2 separate regions of the Mus musculus genome follow, and region 2 is linked to region 1. The links are chromatin contacts, called in public HiChIP or PLAC-seq maps. All regions are on one chromosome and are shown on one strand. The core of a region is the stretch at or near the end of the contact, and the rest is flanking DNA. Distances in the headings are between cores, read along the strand shown. Region 1 overlaps Sorbs1 (sorbin and SH3 domain containing 1). Region 2 has its middle 32 kb from the start of Sorbs1.

What was found. HiChIP or PLAC-seq counts read pairs in DNA pulled down with a chosen protein or histone mark.
Region 2: an H3K27ac HiChIP or PLAC-seq map of heart atrium shows a contact between it and region 1, with 5 times the contacts expected there. The contact joins two enhancer-like sites. A contact is called at or near these places in 5 of 484 Hi-C or Micro-C datasets (the G1E-ER4 cell line, the HL-1 cell line and liver), 4 of 115 datasets of contacts at active chromatin or transcription factors (cardiomyocytes, embryonic fibroblasts, embryonic stem cells and 1 more) and 3 of 9 other capture datasets (adipose tissue, embryonic stem cells and pancreatic islet).

What each region holds. Positions count from the first base shown.
Region 1 is chr19:40,430,672-40,435,587 of GRCm38.p6, forward strand. The region is part of intron 2 of Sorbs1 (sorbin and SH3 domain containing 1); the gene reads right to left. Among named protein-coding and RNA genes, the nearest start is that of Sorbs1, 81 kb to the right of the region's middle. Within about 2 kb of position 1,545, at least 29 of the 459 cell types and tissues checked have an H3K27ac peak or open chromatin away from gene starts, as enhancers often do. A contact at or near this core is called in heart atrium, where this site is marked.
Region 2 is chr19:40,543,615-40,548,240 of GRCm38.p6, forward strand. No RefSeq gene overlaps it. Among named protein-coding and RNA genes, the nearest start is that of Sorbs1, 32 kb to the left of the region's middle. Within about 2 kb of position 1,452, at least 3 of the 459 cell types and tissues checked have an H3K27ac peak or open chromatin away from gene starts, as enhancers often do. A contact at or near this core is called in heart atrium, where this site is marked.

The DNA of each region.
Region 1 (4,916 bases), core at 295-2,794:
ACATGGAGATAAATATCCTTGTATCAATGGGGAAACTGAGGTACAAAAAGATTAACTGGCTAAAACCATGCAGTGCAATAGTAACAGGAGAAAGCACTCATGTCCCTGAGTTCTCAAGTTCTGCTCATAGCAGCAAAACAGTTCAGTAGATGGACACCATTATTCACACAATACCATGCTTAGCTTCACAGGTAAAAGAGTGAAACAATTGCTCTCTGATCACACAGCCACTTTTTAAAACAACTGGTTTTCAGAGACTAAGCAATTCAATTTGTAAAGTGAGAAGACCTCCAAGATCATGGATTAAAAGAAAACAAATATCAAGGTAAAGAATATGGTGGAGGGTGTACACAGAGGTCCTTCTGGGTTAATGCAAAAGACATCTCCAGGAGAGAATGCAGGCAAGTGGTGCCCCAGACTGCCTCTGAAGAGAGCTGGCCAAGGCAGGAAGGGCAGAAGATTCACTCTTATTGCAGATATTTTCCTAATTTTTAAGTTTTATACACGATCACATACGGTCTATTTACTTAGAGAAAACTAAATCAGGAGTAAAATTAATTCACAGTGAGGTAGAAGCAATGAAAGTAATCTGTGATAACAATCCTCTGGAGAGATTGTTCACAGATGAGTGCTCTTGCTGTTCTTACAGAGGCCCCAAGTTCAGGGACTCAAAACCACCTACAGCTCCAGTTGCAAGGGATCGATCGGATGACCTTTTCAGACTTCTGAGGGCCTGCACAAATACAGTGCACATGCGTGCACTCAAACCCCACACATGCACATGAAATAATAACCAATTGCTTTTTTAAAAAGCATGCTATAATATGTCATTTAAACTTTCCATGAAGGAGTAGACAACTTCCTGCTATTTTTCATAGAAGGATTCTGAACGTTTTGAACTAGAAAAAAAAATGCACTTGCTTTTTTCAAACATGACACCGTTTCATTAAGATATCATCAGTAGAGCTAAGAACATTGCCTAGTGTACAGAAGACCTGTACAAGGTCCTAGGCTAGATCCCCAGCACACAACAAACCAACCAATCAACCAACCAACAAACAAATAAATAAATAGATGAGAAACCCTGGTACATAATAGGTAGATAAATGAATGAATGAATGAACGAACAGGTAAATGTATGTATATATATATATATATGTGTGTTTGTATGTATATATGTTTGTATGTATATGGTAGACAGCTAGCAAGAAAAAGACATTTCCTGTATTTGTGCACAGAGGAGGCACTAGAAAAATTAAAATGAAGACAGCAGTTAATGAACCAATACAACCACCAAGCAGCTAAACTAGAAAAGTGTGTGTCACCTCCGTAACACCAAAGAAACAGAGTCTCTCATGTCCTCCAAGACTCGCATGGCATCCTGCCTTGTCAACTTCAAACAGGGGTATTATTTTTAAGCTACTATAATTAGTTACCATTTGTCTATGAATCAGCCTTTATGAGGCAATAGCATCTAAGCCCATCAGATGAAACACGAGGCCACATCATGTCTGTTTATTATTTTGAAAAGGGAGGGTGCCAAGTTTCCTGCAACACCCAAGTCAAACACTGAAATTCAGAGGACAGAATGTCCCGCTGTCCACATTTGAAGATAGGACTATATTTTCATCTAATGCATCAGGTTCAGCTGGCAACAGGAAGGAACTGAATTCCAGAGGCCCAAAATAGGGTGTGAGTACTAAAGCACCTCTCGCCACTCATTGAGGGTAGTGTTTGTCTTTTAATACATTATGTTACAGCATTTTAAAGTGTTCATTTCATCAGCAAACATGAAAAAATGCCTGAGTGACAGGGAGTCAGCAAATGTGTTGAAGCTGGGGTTGTTGTTCTGTTTTGTTTTGCTTTGCTTTATTCCCCAATACAATGATTTCCTATGTTTCTCAGCACTTCATTCGCAAGCATGACTTCATATTAGCCTTTTCCGGAAGGTTGTAATACCTTCAACAGGTCTCGCAATACAATAGACTTTTTTGGTCTTCAAAGCCAAATCCAGCCAGAGAGGAAGCACTAAGACCAAAAAAGACCAAAGTGTGATAGCTACCTTGGTGTGCCCCCGAGATCCCATTAGAGGACATGAGCTCAAAGTCACAGCTGATAGGGACATCAGATAGCAACAACACCAGAGATACCAGCACAGGTATATGAGACAGGACAGCGGCCGTCGAGAAGAGGGGACTGGCTTTTTACTGAACACATTTATGGTATGAAAGACTTTTTAATACACGCACAGCCATCTGCCTGCATAAATGGCTACAGATGTGCCTGCAGCCACTTTTAAAGCAAGTATATGAGTTCTGATCCCAGCTCTGACAATTCCTTCCAGAAAGTGTTTTAATACATTAGAACATTGGCTACCTCCACTATACATAAACAACAAGGAACAGGGACTAAGAGAGCTGGAGTAATACTTGCCCAGGGTCAAAGCTCTCAAAAATCTGAAAATCAAAATTATAGGTGTGTGTGTGTGTTTTTAATGATTATTAAATGTTTTCTCATACAGTGCTTTATAATTTTTACTTTTAACAATCCTCTGGTAAGGGCACTATTGTTTACTCCTTTTTACTCCTTTAGACAGCCCCAGAGAGGTTTAGCAACTTTCCTGGGCTCCAGAGCAATGGAATGTGAACTTCAGCAGCCTAGCTCCAGGCACACTCTACTGTACACTACACAGTGCAAGCCTACTGTCATCGTCATCATATTATGATTACCCTTACATCAATCCCAATTTCACAAACGAGAAAAAGGAGGCTCAGAGGTCGGTCACAAGCCAAGATCACAAAGCTGGCAAGTGGCCAGGACGTGCAACCCAATCCACATGACTACAAACAAGGTCTCCCAACCAGTGAACAGACTTCAGTCCACGGACATCTCCATGTCAGACCTGATGCTCTGAAAATGCTTCTTCTTTGTTAAAGATAAAGGTAGCGGCAGCTTCCTTTAGGAGCTGAAAGATTTTTCACTTCACTTCTAGACCAGATCAACCCTTCCCACACTCCCTGGGGCCCAGTCCAAACCAGCCGCAAACAGCAGGTGCCCAGTCATGGCTGATGCCAACAAAGATGACGATGACAGAAATACTTTAAATGCTGGGCTATGACTTCCAAAGGGAATTAGACAAGTCTGTTATTTTCCTTTTTTTTGGGGGGGGGGGGGGGAGGGGCAGTTGTACATGGCAGAATGCTAGCAATTTCTAAAGCACTGTGAGCAAGTAGGTCCTAACTCAACAGGTGGGACGACGTTTCTCTTCTTTACTCTTTCCTACCAACCTTTCAATTCACAGGTTCCACTCAGACTTCCCTATGTTGTCACCTGCCACCCTAGAAGACAACTATTAGGTTTGATACTCTAGACTCACACACACTCGCGCGCGCGCACACACACACACACACACACACACACACACACACACACACACACACACACACAGAGTGGTCCTAGCACAGCGCCTTGCAGATGAAAGGCTCACAATATGTCTTCCTTGATTAGAATGATGGACCAGGCTGGCTTTCAAAGCGCTCCCTTCCACTGTGCAAGTGTTGCCAGGCAGCAGTCCTGTGCTGCTGAAACAAGGATGTGAGAATCATTTTAATTAGCACTCTCATTGTTTGTATGCAAATGCACACCCCTAACGTGGGCTCTTTAAAAAGCTTTCCTTAAATCAAACATCCCTCACTGTGATTTGCCTCTTTAAATCCTCTTCCACAGACAGTAAAGAGATCAACCTCAATAGAGCCAGGAGTCTTAATGATCCCAGGTCTGTAACAATAGACTTGAACTTCTTTGCTCTATGAGGTCAGCTCAGGGTTTCTCCTTGGACTTAGTCATCCCAAAACAAAATGGGTCCCAAGCTGCAGAACAGGGGACCACGCCTGGATTGCAGGCTGAGGGTCTTCAGGGTCACCACTGATTTTCCCACCTCCCTCTCCCTTCCCCACACACTCTGCTTTCTACTCAGGCTACTGAGTTCTCTCCACCAGCCCATCCCTAGTTGGTTCTTTCCTTTGGCTTCTGACCTGGTGGTGGGGGTGCCTCAGCCCAGGGAGAGGCTCACAAGCTCCAGGAACATTCAAGCACAGTGGAGTTGTTAGTAGACCAGCCCAGCCCAGCCAGCCCAGCCCCGTCCTGGGTGGGAGTCCTAAGGGACAAATCATCTGGGGATTAAGGGTGTGCTGGGAAGTTCTGGGTGGTCAACAGGGATGAATCCTGTAGGGAGTCATTACCTCTGCCCTGCAAGGTTGTAGCAGGCAGCCAGAAAGCCAGCCACAGAACTGGAGGGAAGAGGAAAAAAGATGCTGAGTTCTTGGAAGGGAAGTAGGGAAATCCAAGTTGAGAAAAACCCTTTGGTTCAGAGAGGGTTGGGAGGCAGAGAGCTACAGAGTCTGGAAAGTTCTTTAAAAGGCTCCGAAGCCCTCCTAGCACTGGAATGTTCTATTAGTGTCTGGGCCACAATAAAGGGAGCGGGGTAGAAGCTGAACAAAGCACTTGAGAAAAAGATAAGGCCTTGGATGAGTTAAAACAGTGGGGTATGAATAACCTTCAGGAGTGTGAGACTGCGTGGGCCCTAGAGGACAGCTTTGGGTGTTGCACTTGTTTTGTTTTCATTAAAGGCAGCGTCTCGCTCACTTGGCACTCAACAAGTAGATGAGGCTGGCTGGCCATCCAGCTCTGACTGAATGAGCCACTCTGCCTGACTTCATGTGGTTTCCAGAGATGGAACTCGGGTTCTTACAAGAGAACTCGGGTTGTCCACTGTACCGGCTGAGCTATCTCCCTAGCCCCGTCTGCAATTTTAAAGTTGTTCTCTTGTCAAAAAGAGAGGCAAAGAGGTAAAGAAGCTGCTGAAGTGGCCACTGTAATACGACAAGAAAAACTTGCCATGTGATGCTGCCCCATCC
Region 2 (4,626 bases), core at 202-2,701, 110 kb after region 1:
AGTTGAGCAGTTACGGTCTGGGGTGTATGTAAGTGCCTAGGTAAAGGTCACACATGACCCTAGTTGGGCCACTTGCCACTTTTCTATTCATATTCCCTTCCAATTCTTTTTTCTCAGCGTAGGACACCCCCTCCCGCCACCCCTGTTCACATAGCTGCAATCCACAATACAAAAAAAAAATCTAGCTTTTGTTCATTCATGTAAACTCAATCTTTGTGCTTGACTTGTGGTAAGTTTAGGGTCAAGAAAAGGAAATGTGTGTTAACAGAAAAAGATGAGTTATCTACTTGCTACTTAGGATCCTATCTATACCAGCAGGTGCAACTTGAAGCTTGCAAGGAAATTGGTCCGTGCCTTCCAAAATGGTTTTCTGGGTAGAAAATGAAGAAGGAGGCAGACACACCTGCAGGATGGAGAATGTCACCTCTTTTTTCCTCCAGCATCTGGGGGAGGGGACAAGGGTAAGTAAAGGCATGCTATAAAAAGTCACGGAAGCATCCACACCTGCTCGTCATATCAAGTGGCTAGAGACTCCCTAAATCATTAAGACTCAGTTGGCTCCCTCCCAGAGCAGGTGTGGAAGAGTTTCCAGCCCAGCAGCTCCTCTTGCAAAGCTGGAGCAGAAATGAGGATCTGATTACTGAAAGGGGGTCCAGTGAGTAGCTATGCCGACCTCCTTTAGCCATAGGATTAGCCTCAAAGCCAAAGCTTAAGAAACTTCTGGGGAATCCCAGCACTCGGGAGGCAGAGGCAGGCAGATTTCTGAGTTCGAGGCCAGCCTGGTCTACAAAGTGAGTTCCAGGACAGCCAGTACAATACAGAGAAACCCTGTCTCGGAAAACAAACAAACAAACAAACAAATAACAAAACAAACAAACAAAACAAAACAAAAAAACCTTCTGGGGAAGGTCTTCAGCCACGGCCCAGTGAAGCCATGGTCCCTTGTTTAAATCTAGATTCCACAACCATTTGCCATGTGACCTTGAAGTGCCCAGGCAACCTTTCCAATTCTCAGTTTCTATATCTAGGAAAGAAAAATAGTGATTTTTCCTCAGTATCCTAAGATGCCATCTGATACATAGTACCTATGTTCAAAGAATGGCACTACCTGATTTCTTAGGAAGGGATGCTTAAACATTAAGAGCAATGTCCAGGGCTAAGCTGAAATCTATTCCTTAGAAGTATACATTGTAACATTAGGCCAGTGTACCATGTGCTGGACATGATGTTGAGTGCTTCCCCTAGGATCTCAAAAACCTCAGGTATGCATCAGCATTACAAAAGTTTAGAAATGTTACATAGTTTCCATAGGTTAAGCAGCAAAAGCCCATGTCCTCCTTCTGTCTGAGATGCAATTTAGCAATTCCTAGCAGAGCAGGATGGAACTGCGAGAAGTGTTTGGTAGACTGAGGAAAAGCAGACTTGCTCAGGTCCATGGGGCTAGACTGCCCTCTAGTGTTAGAGAGCTCGGATGGCTCAGGGAAAGTAGGACTGGCAGGCTCATCCCCACAGCAAGTCCCAGTGAATCTCCTGACTCTACTTTCTCCATATTGCTGGGTATTCAGGCATATGTAACTACATCTCGGTTTTAAATGTGATTCTGTTCCAAACTCAAGTCTTGATGCTTGCACAGGGAACATTCTTACCAGTGGTGCCATAGGAGTTCCTTCTAAAACCCAATGCTTCCCAGACAATCACCCTTCCCCAACAAAACAGGTGGCCAGCACTTCCAAGGTCCAGGATTCAGTTCTTGGTGAGGGCTTACTTCCTGTCTCAGAGAAGACAGTCTTGTCTTTCTCAGTTTTAGCTGGTCCTTCTGTGCTCTTTGGGCCAGTTTGAAGTATTGAGTATATGAATACCCATAAACTCAGTGATGACTAAAGGTGTGTGTGTGTGTGTGTGTGTGTGTGTGTGTGTGTGTGTGTTGCCTGTCTGACTGACTAGGAGGAGTGTCAAAGATGTACTTAGCTTTCAAATGTTCCCCCACTGTCCACAATGCCTGGGCAGTGTGGATGCCACATAGGAAGAACTGAAGATTTGCAATTGAGCGATAGAAAGAATACCCCCATACCTAGATGGAAAACTCTGCCACTGCGTCAGATCTATTGACTCTGTGATGTTTCGATAAGTTCTGCGATGATGCTGAAGACTCCAAAGCTTGAGGAGACCCAGTTTACAGAGATTTCTAGAGAAACAGGGCTCGAATCCTAATCAAATCATGTCAGACTATACCTCCATGTTGGGAACAAAAAAGGGGGGACCCTGGGGAGGCCCTGGGGGAAGGGAAAAGGGGCCCAACATCTGGCCAGAGTTCCTGTGCTCTGAGCAGGCAGATGCAGGCTTGGGGAGGGGGGCTCCCAGATGCTTTCCACTCAGCCCTGGGTGGGCATCTAAGCCTCTGACCCACTCATCAGGGGGTGGAGAAGGGGCAGCCCCAACCTGGGGACAATGGAGCTACCTTGCTAAACCTGGGTTGTAGGAGAGAGGGATAAGGGAAGAGGTTCCCAACACCGACCAGAGTGTGCAGCGGATCTTGATGGAGCAGAGACTCTCTATGGTTTAAGAGCTTTATTATAGAAATGTAGGGAGAAAGGGAAGAGAGAGAGAGAGAGAGAGAGAGAGAGAGAGAGAGAGAGAGAGAGAGAGAGAGAGAGCTAGAGAGAAAAAGAATAAGAGAGAGGAGAGGAGAAGATAAAGGAGAAAAGACAAAGAGAGGGGAGAGAGAGGAGTAAGAAGTAAGAGAGTGAGGAGTAAGAGTAAGAGAGCAAGGTGGGGGCTGAGCACCCCTTTTATGGTCTTCACTGTTGCTAGGTAACTGGGGAGGAGTATAGCCTGAAGGTCAGAAGCTTGGTCCATTGTCTATATGACTACTGGCCATGCTTCTCTTGTGGGGGCTGTAGGGGGTGGTAACTTAGGCAGAGGCCAGAGTTCCAGGAGCATGAGGGAACACCTACCATGTCATGTAGGTGAATTATGACCATCGGGGTTCAGACCTCAGCTCAACTGGATACCAGCCTGCAATTCTCCATACCTCCGGGCTTCTTCAGTTATATAAACAACTATTTTTCTTTATACTAGTTTGAGTTGCACTTCTTGTTACTTGTACATGGAAATACAAGTGCAAGAGGCTTTTGTTATAACAGAGCACAAAAATCTTACCCCCAAATAAAACAATATCTATCCATCTTAGAGTTATTATTATTGTTGTGATGAGACATCATGACCAAAAGCAAGCTGGGCGAGAAAGGGTTTATTTGGCTTACACTTCCACATCATAGTCTATCACTGAAAGAAGTCAGGGCAGGAACTCAAATGAGGAAGAAATTTAGAGGCAGGAACTGATGTAGAGGCTACAGAGGGATGCTGCATATTGGCTTAATCCTCATGGCTTGCTCAACCTGCTTTCTTACAGACCTGAGTACCACAAGTCCAGGATGGCACCACACATGGTGGGCTGGGCCCTCCCCCATCAATCACTAATTAAGAAAAGGTTCTTAACAGGGTTGCCTGCAGTCCAATCTTATGGAGGCATTTTCGCAATTGAGGCTCCCTACTCTCTGATGGCTCTAGCTTGGGTCAAATTAACAGCAAATTATCCAGCACACAAACTTAGGGGCATCAGAGTAATAATGACAACAAACAGCATCTCATAGTTATATATATATATATATATATATATATATATATATATATGGGGGGGGTTGATTAACAGTTAAAATTTTCAGATGACTAAAACTATACCGAAACTTTGTGTTTTCTCGGGGATGTAAATTCTGCATTTGTTTTACTTTTGTTATTATTTGAGGCGATGACATTTGCACATGCATGTGAGAAAGTTATAGGATAACTGGTAGGAATCAGTCCTCCTCTTCCACTGTGGTTATAGGGATTAGGCTTGCGTGGCTAGCTCTTGGATGCTGAGCCCCCACCCCCCTCTATTCAGTACCACACTGTATCAATCATGTGTAGTATCTGGAAACCTTGTTTCTCACTTTGTTGCCACACTCTCTCCCCTTCAGCCCTCCCAGGATCACCTCCTCTCTTTCAGGCAACAGGCAACAGGCAATATTCCTCTCCCTTTCTCTCAGATTCAAACTAAGATCTCTGTTGCTTCATGCCCTTCTCAGTGATAGCTCCCCACACTGCCCCGGTGCTTAAATGTCTATTCAGACTCTGTGCTCTGTACCTCAGTGTTTACAGAGTGGACCAGTGTGGTCTTCTGGGGGAGCAGCTGCAGACAGGATAGGAAAATCTGGCTCTTGAATGTAGCATCATCAGTAGCAAGACACTTCTGGAGTTTGGGAACAGCATCAAGCTCACGAGGAATGACAGCACAGAACGTGGTCACCTCTCCCTCACAATGCAGTGCCTCTACCTTACCAACTATGTAGCAGGCATAACAACAGTCCCAAGAACAAACAGGCTAAATTTCTTGCTTAGGCCATGCAGTTTCCTAGTGGCAGAGCAGAGACTTGAACCCAGGTATATCATCCAGTCTTCCAATATGAAAAATAAAAAGCCAGTTCAGACTAGTTTAAACCAAAAAACTGAATTGCTGAGTTGAATCTAGGAGCGGACTAGATATGGAGAGAGGGCTCAGTAGTTAAGAGTACTGACTGCTCTTGC